Linked DNA regions of Anser cygnoides: region 1 is linked to region 2. A link is a contact called in public Hi-C data. All regions are on one chromosome and are shown on one strand. Each heading gives the region's core, a stretch centred on a gene start, on an enhancer-like site or on the middle of the called end of the contact. The rest is flanking DNA. Distances are from core to core; before and after follow the strand shown. Region 1 holds the start of PIM3 (Pim-3 proto-oncogene, serine/threonine kinase). Region 2 has its middle 130 kb from the start of PIM3.

Region 1 (2,864 bases), core at 156-2,655, 130 kb before region 2:
CTTTGGGTCTGCTGCCTGCAAATGTTGTGCTGCGCCTTGGCCAAACTTCGGCCTCGCTCGTCTGCGTGCCATCCCTCCGCTTAGCCGCCTCTGGCGAGCGGCCCAAGCAGCTACTGGAGCAATTCTTAAGATGCTATTACACGCCAAGCCCAGCAGACGTTTACTTGTTTCCTGAACCAGTGGCCCACCACCTCTGGCGGGCCGACGCTTAGCAGCCTCTCCCCTCCCTGCCCGCCTCCTCAGCCCAGGCGGCCGCCGGAGGCCTGACGGCGGGCGGCCGTTAACGGCCTCCCCGGGGCCGCTCGGCGGCGCCCCGACAAGCCTCGGGGGAGGACGGGGGCGGCACGGGGGGGCTCCGAGGAGGAGCGGTCGGGGGGGGGGGGGGGCTCCGTCCCCTCACCGCCTCCACCGCCGCGGCTCCCCCCATTCCTGTAGAGGCAGCGCCCCCTGCGGGGCGGGGGCGCCGTGCCGGGAGGATCCCTCAGCCGGCCGCCGCCGGAGCGGGGAGGCAGGGAAGCCCTCGGGGGCGCTCCGCAGGGGCTGCGAGGCTGCGTGACCGGAGAGGAGCGCGGGGCTCACGGGCAGGGGAAGGGGAAGGGGAGACCCCCACGGGGACAGGGCAGAACGCGCTGCCTCGCCAGGCGCCGGCTCTGTGGAGAACAGGGCGGGAGGGGAGGGGAGAGGAAGAGCGGGGGGGGCGGAGGGAGGGGGGGAAAGCGCCGCACCCCGGCCATGGCGGCGGCGTGTCCCCGGCCCCCCCCTTCCCTCCCCGCCCGGCCCCAGACGCCGCGTCTCGGCCCGACGCGCGGCGACCTTCCTGCAGCCGCGGGGCGGGGCCGCGGCGCTCCCGCCCTCTGCCGCCCGCCCCGCCGCATGCAGATGAGGCCCCGCCTCATTGGCCTGCGCCGGGAGCTCTTTGAAAAGGCGCCCGCTGATTGGCCGCCCGGAAACGTTAACGCAAATAGGAGAATCTCCCCCCCCTCCTCCTCCTCCTCGCCCCCCCCTTGCTCGCCGCGGGTGCGCGCTGCGTTCCGCAGCCGGGCGGTAACGCTGCGCGCCGCTTACTACAAACAAGTAGTTCCCGGCCCCCCACCCTCCCCCCCTGCCCGCTGGCGCGACGGGGCGGGCCGGGGACTCCGCAGCCCCCACCGCCGCACTGCGGGCGCCCCGTCGCGGAGGGGAGGAGGGGTCGGGCCGGGGCGGCGGGGAGAGGCGTGTCCCCCCCCCCCCCCCCCCCCCCCCCCCACACACACACCGCCTCCCCCGCGGAGGGATACCCGCTCGGCGCCGTCCGCGCTCTGCCCGCACCAAAATATTGGGAGTTAAGAGGCGGCTCCGCGGCGCCGCCGGCTCAGAAGCGCGCGGGCAGGCAGGGCGGCGGCGCGGCTCCTGCGCCCAGCCCGCTCCCCCCCCGCACCGCACCGCAGGGCCGGCTTTCGGACGCGGCCCCCGGCTGGATAGGGGCCCTTTCGCCGCCGGAGGACGAGGACGAGGAGGGGGATTTGGCGCGGATCCGTGCCGGGGAGGCCGTCGGTGCCCGCCGCAGGGCCACCAGGGAAGCCCCGCGGAGGGTCTGGGCTCGGCAGCGAAGGAGGAGGAGGAGGCAGGGGGCTCCCCCCGCACGGAAGATGTTGCTCTCCAAGTTTGGCTCGCTGGCCCACATCTGCAGCCCCGCCAGCATGGACCACTTGCCGGTGAAGATCCTGCAGCCAGGTACGGCGGGGCGCCGGGGGCTTCCCCCTGCGGGCGGCCCCAGCCCCGTGGCTGGCGCCACGCAGCCGCCTGAAACTTGGGGCTTTACCCTTTTTATTACGATATTTTTTTTTATATAACCGAAGAAGATTTTTGAGGAGGAAAAAAGAAAATGTCTCGTGCAGAATTAGGGCGACGCGTCCAGCGGACGTGCTGGGGGGGGGGATTATATATAAATATATATATTTTTTTTTGATTTTTTTTTTTTTTTAATCCTAATTCCCGGCGAGGCGTAGTCCGGTCGCTAACGCCGCGCTTTCCCTCCCGTTTCCCCAGTGAAAGTGGAGAAGGAGCCGTTCGACAAAGTGTACCAGGTGGGCTCCGTGCTGGGCAGCGGCGGCTTCGGCACCGTCTACGCGGGCAGCAGGATCGCCGACGGCTTGCCGGTGAGGCTCGGGGCGGCTCGGCGCGGGTTGTCGGCGGGCTGCGGGCACGGGGCGAGCCCTGCCCTGCCCTGCCCGGCCCCGCCGCTCACCGCCCCTCCTTTCCCCTCTCCTCGCCCCGCAGGTCGCCGTGAAGCATGTGGTGAAGGAGCGGGTGACCGAGTGGGGCACGGTTGTAAGTATTTAATTCTTTTCTAATTTTATTTTTGGGGGGTGGGCTCCGTCGGGGCTATTGTGTGGGCGGCGGGGCTCGCCCCGCCCGCCGGCGCGGTGTCTGCGTCGGGGGGAATTTGGCGGGGGTTCGCCGCCGCAGCGCCGCGCCCGCCCCTCGGACTGCGGCAGCGGAGGAGCCACCCCGCAGGGCGGCGGTGGGTGGCACTGCCCTGCCTTGCCTCGTCCTGCCCTGCCCTGCCCTGCCCGCCGCCCCCGAGTGACCCACTCGCCTCCCCTTTCTCTGCCCAGGGCGGCGTCATGGTGCCCTTGGAGATCGTTCTCCTGAAGAAGGTGGGCTCTGGCTTCAGGGGGGTCATCAAGCTGCTGGACTGGTACGAGCGTCCCGACGGCTACCTGATCATCATGGAGCGGCCCGAGCTGGTGAAGGATCTCTTTGACTTCATCACGGAGAAGGGAGCCCTGGACGAGGACACGGCCCGCGGGTTCTTCCGGCAGGTGCTGGAGGCGGTGCGCCACTGCTATGGCTGCGGCGTGGTGCACCGGGACATCAAGGAC
Region 2 (2,870 bases), core at 46-2,545:
AAAGCACAAGCATGCAGTGTTGTTCCTCTTGCCTAAGGCTATCCTATCTGACCTCCACCTGCCACTCAGCAGAAGATTGTCTCTCATACTTCCTGCGTCATATCCAGCTGTCACTGACTGTCTAACTGCTGAAGTCTCAAAATGGCATAGGACAATATTTTGAGGCAACTTAGTTAAGTCTTGCACAGACTGAAGTTACTGACACTTAAGCAAAATTTGGAAATTAGTTTGGAAGATTAAAAAAAATGTGAATATAACCCAGTATCAAAAGGTCCTAGTTTTGAAAGCAATTTATTTTTTGAAAGCAGTTTTCACATTTTTGTTTTTTTGAAAGCAATTCAATTTAATTGCATTTTAATTTGATTTGCATTTTGAAAGCAATTTAATTTTGAAAGCAATTTTCACATTTTTGCTCTGTATTGTTGTAATGTCTCAGCTGAAGCTAAGGGCTAGCTCTACACTACAGGGTTGGACAGAACTGCTTAGTGTGATAGTTCTGCCAGCCTTATGTAACCAAACTATCCATGAACTTAATTTTGCACTGAAGTTTAGGATTTGTTCAAACTCTTCTTTCCCCATCCAGACATATCATTGACAGCTTGAGATAGCTGAATCTAGCAAAATGCTCGCAGCAATCTGTGACAAATGATTTGAATTTTATTTATTTTTTATAGGTCTAATTAGCATTTTATCAGTGCCTTTTATACACATTCTATACTTTTGTGCAAAATTCCCTGGGTTGTTTTTGTTTGATTTGGTTTTGCTTTTCTTTACTTTCCCTCCACCCCCACCCCCCCTCCAGCTGTTAATCTGTTATTTTCTTAGGAAACTGTGTTTAGTCTTCCACTATTTTTCTGGCATTTTGTCTTTAATGACACTATGAGGAAAACATAACAGTATAGAATCTGGGTAAGGACACATCTGAAAATAGATATCTAATGCAGATATGGCAAGTTAAAACAGTGTCCATCTAATGGCCCCCATTTGTTTTCATATGGTCACCAGAGGTCAGTTCAACAATGTCCCCATTGATCCGTTTAACTTTCACTACCATAAGAACAAAGCCCACAAAAGAGAAGGAAGAATGTGCTCATTGTGGTTCAACCGGAATTCACAAACACAGAAAAGATCCTCTCTATTGGCTGTTTCCTCCTGCAACTTGACTTCCGAAATAGGGCTACTCTTTTGTACGAGATGCAAAAATGAGATGCGAAAAAAAAAAAATCCCACCAGAAAGCATGTGACTTCCAGAATTGCCTGTAGCTTTCCTGGCACTGGATTGAGAAATATTTCTTCATCTCGTGTTACATAATCATCCCTGACGCACTGTTTGTTCCAGCTCAGTGCTGTTTTCATCAGATAGGAACCAAAAATCTAATGGAATATGAAGAGTGTCCCTCTGATTTTTTTTCTTGCAAGTTTCATAATTATGAAAATTATTTAAAAATATGTACTGGAAGGAACACTTTTTGAAACCATATTTCTTGTTAGCTAATGTTCTTCTTCACAGTACACATTTCCCCTCTTTTTCCTGTAAGCACACTGTTTACAGCACACTGAGATCCCATTCAAATGAATGAGAGGAAGAACAAGGAAGTGAATGAATGAACGTATACTTGACATAACAACCCATTAAGATAAATTTGCTAAGCAATAACTCAATTTACTTTAATAAAATTACTCCAGAGATTAATTTATCCAGTAATGTTTCAATGGCATATTCTAAAGAATTTACTCCAAATCACATGAAGTAATTGTAATCTTTCCATTGATTTCTGTGATCTGGATCTAGTTTCAGGAGGATTAAATAACTGCTTATCACTTCTCCTTTGCCTTTTTTTTTTTTTTAATTCACAAAATAGATCATTTTATCCACGTAAACCATTTCTCTGGCTAATTGCTCCTTGAACTGTCTATGAAGACAGCTCTCTCATCTCCTTATCAAACTATGACTTCCTTCTGTGCAGTTTTCTGTAAGGTTTAACAGCTCAGACGTCATCACTGTTAAACTTTTTTGTCCTTAAGTTAAAACTAAGTGAATCCTTCTTTCTTAGCATTCCTTTTATTTTGCCTTGTGGAAGAGAATGCCACAAAGCCCTTCATAGCCCACGTTCTGGTCCCTCTGAAATCCCCGATGTCTCTGACCTCTGTGCAACATTCAGTGGTTATGTATTCATCTTTTTAATCCAGTCACTTTCTCTGCAAAGTTGTACCAAATTTGATTTAGAAAACTTACCTTTAAACATGCCCTTGTAATACCCTTCATGTTCTTTCATTTAATTTTTCTACTGTTGATTTTTTCATCTTCCTTGTCACCATATCATAAGCTCTATTTAATATTCCAATACATAAGATTTGCTCTCTCCATGAAAAGAGTTTCACTGGACTCCATTACATATCTAGTGCAGCACCTGATCTCACTGTCTCAGAAGCACATGGAAAAACAAAAAGCACCTGAATCACAGTTTGATTCACTGGTTGTCATCTTGTCTCAGGGTGGAGAGAAGCAAATTGGCTCAATTTATAAATTATCTCAGATAGTTCTCTCATCTTCATGTTCACAATGAAATATGAGGATATATTAAGTGAAGCTTATTGGATGTGTGCTTTGAGCCTAATACTTGATATTTTCATTTAAAAATCTTGAACGATAGAAAAAGGAGTAAGCACATTATTTCTTCAGACAAAATCTAATTGAAATGGCCTGAAAGCATATTTGTGGATAGGACAAAGACTCAAAATGATTGTGTTATTTGAATAAATAACCTGGAGAAGAAAAAATAATTTTAAAAATGGAATACTTGTAAAGAGAAGTTGAACTTTCTACTATTTAGAGAGAACAATATAGGCAAGGCAAGAAGGGCTAGATA

What was found. Hi-C and Micro-C count contacts between places; a contact is called where the count stands out from the background.
Region 1: a contact with region 2 is called in a Hi-C map of liver, with 3 times the contacts expected there. The contact joins the promoter of PIM3 here to the enhancer-like site in region 2. A contact is called at or near these places in 3 of 7 Hi-C or Micro-C datasets (granulosa cells and liver).

What each region holds. Positions count from the first base shown.
Region 1 is chr1:20,609,626-20,612,489 of Taihu_goose_T2T_genome, reverse strand. PIM3 (Pim-3 proto-oncogene, serine/threonine kinase) reads left to right here and starts at 1,405. Exons shown (of 6, transcript XM_048047960.2): 1 at 1,405-1,713; 2 at 2,029-2,138; 3 at 2,260-2,310; 4 at 2,598-2,864. The coding sequence starts at 1,629.
Region 2 is chr1:20,482,241-20,485,110 of Taihu_goose_T2T_genome, reverse strand. No RefSeq gene overlaps it. Among named protein-coding and RNA genes, the nearest start is that of PIM3, 130 kb to the left of the region's middle. Within about 2 kb of position 1,295, at least 2 of the 3 cell types and tissues checked have open chromatin away from gene starts, as enhancers often do. A contact at or near this core is called in liver, where this site is marked.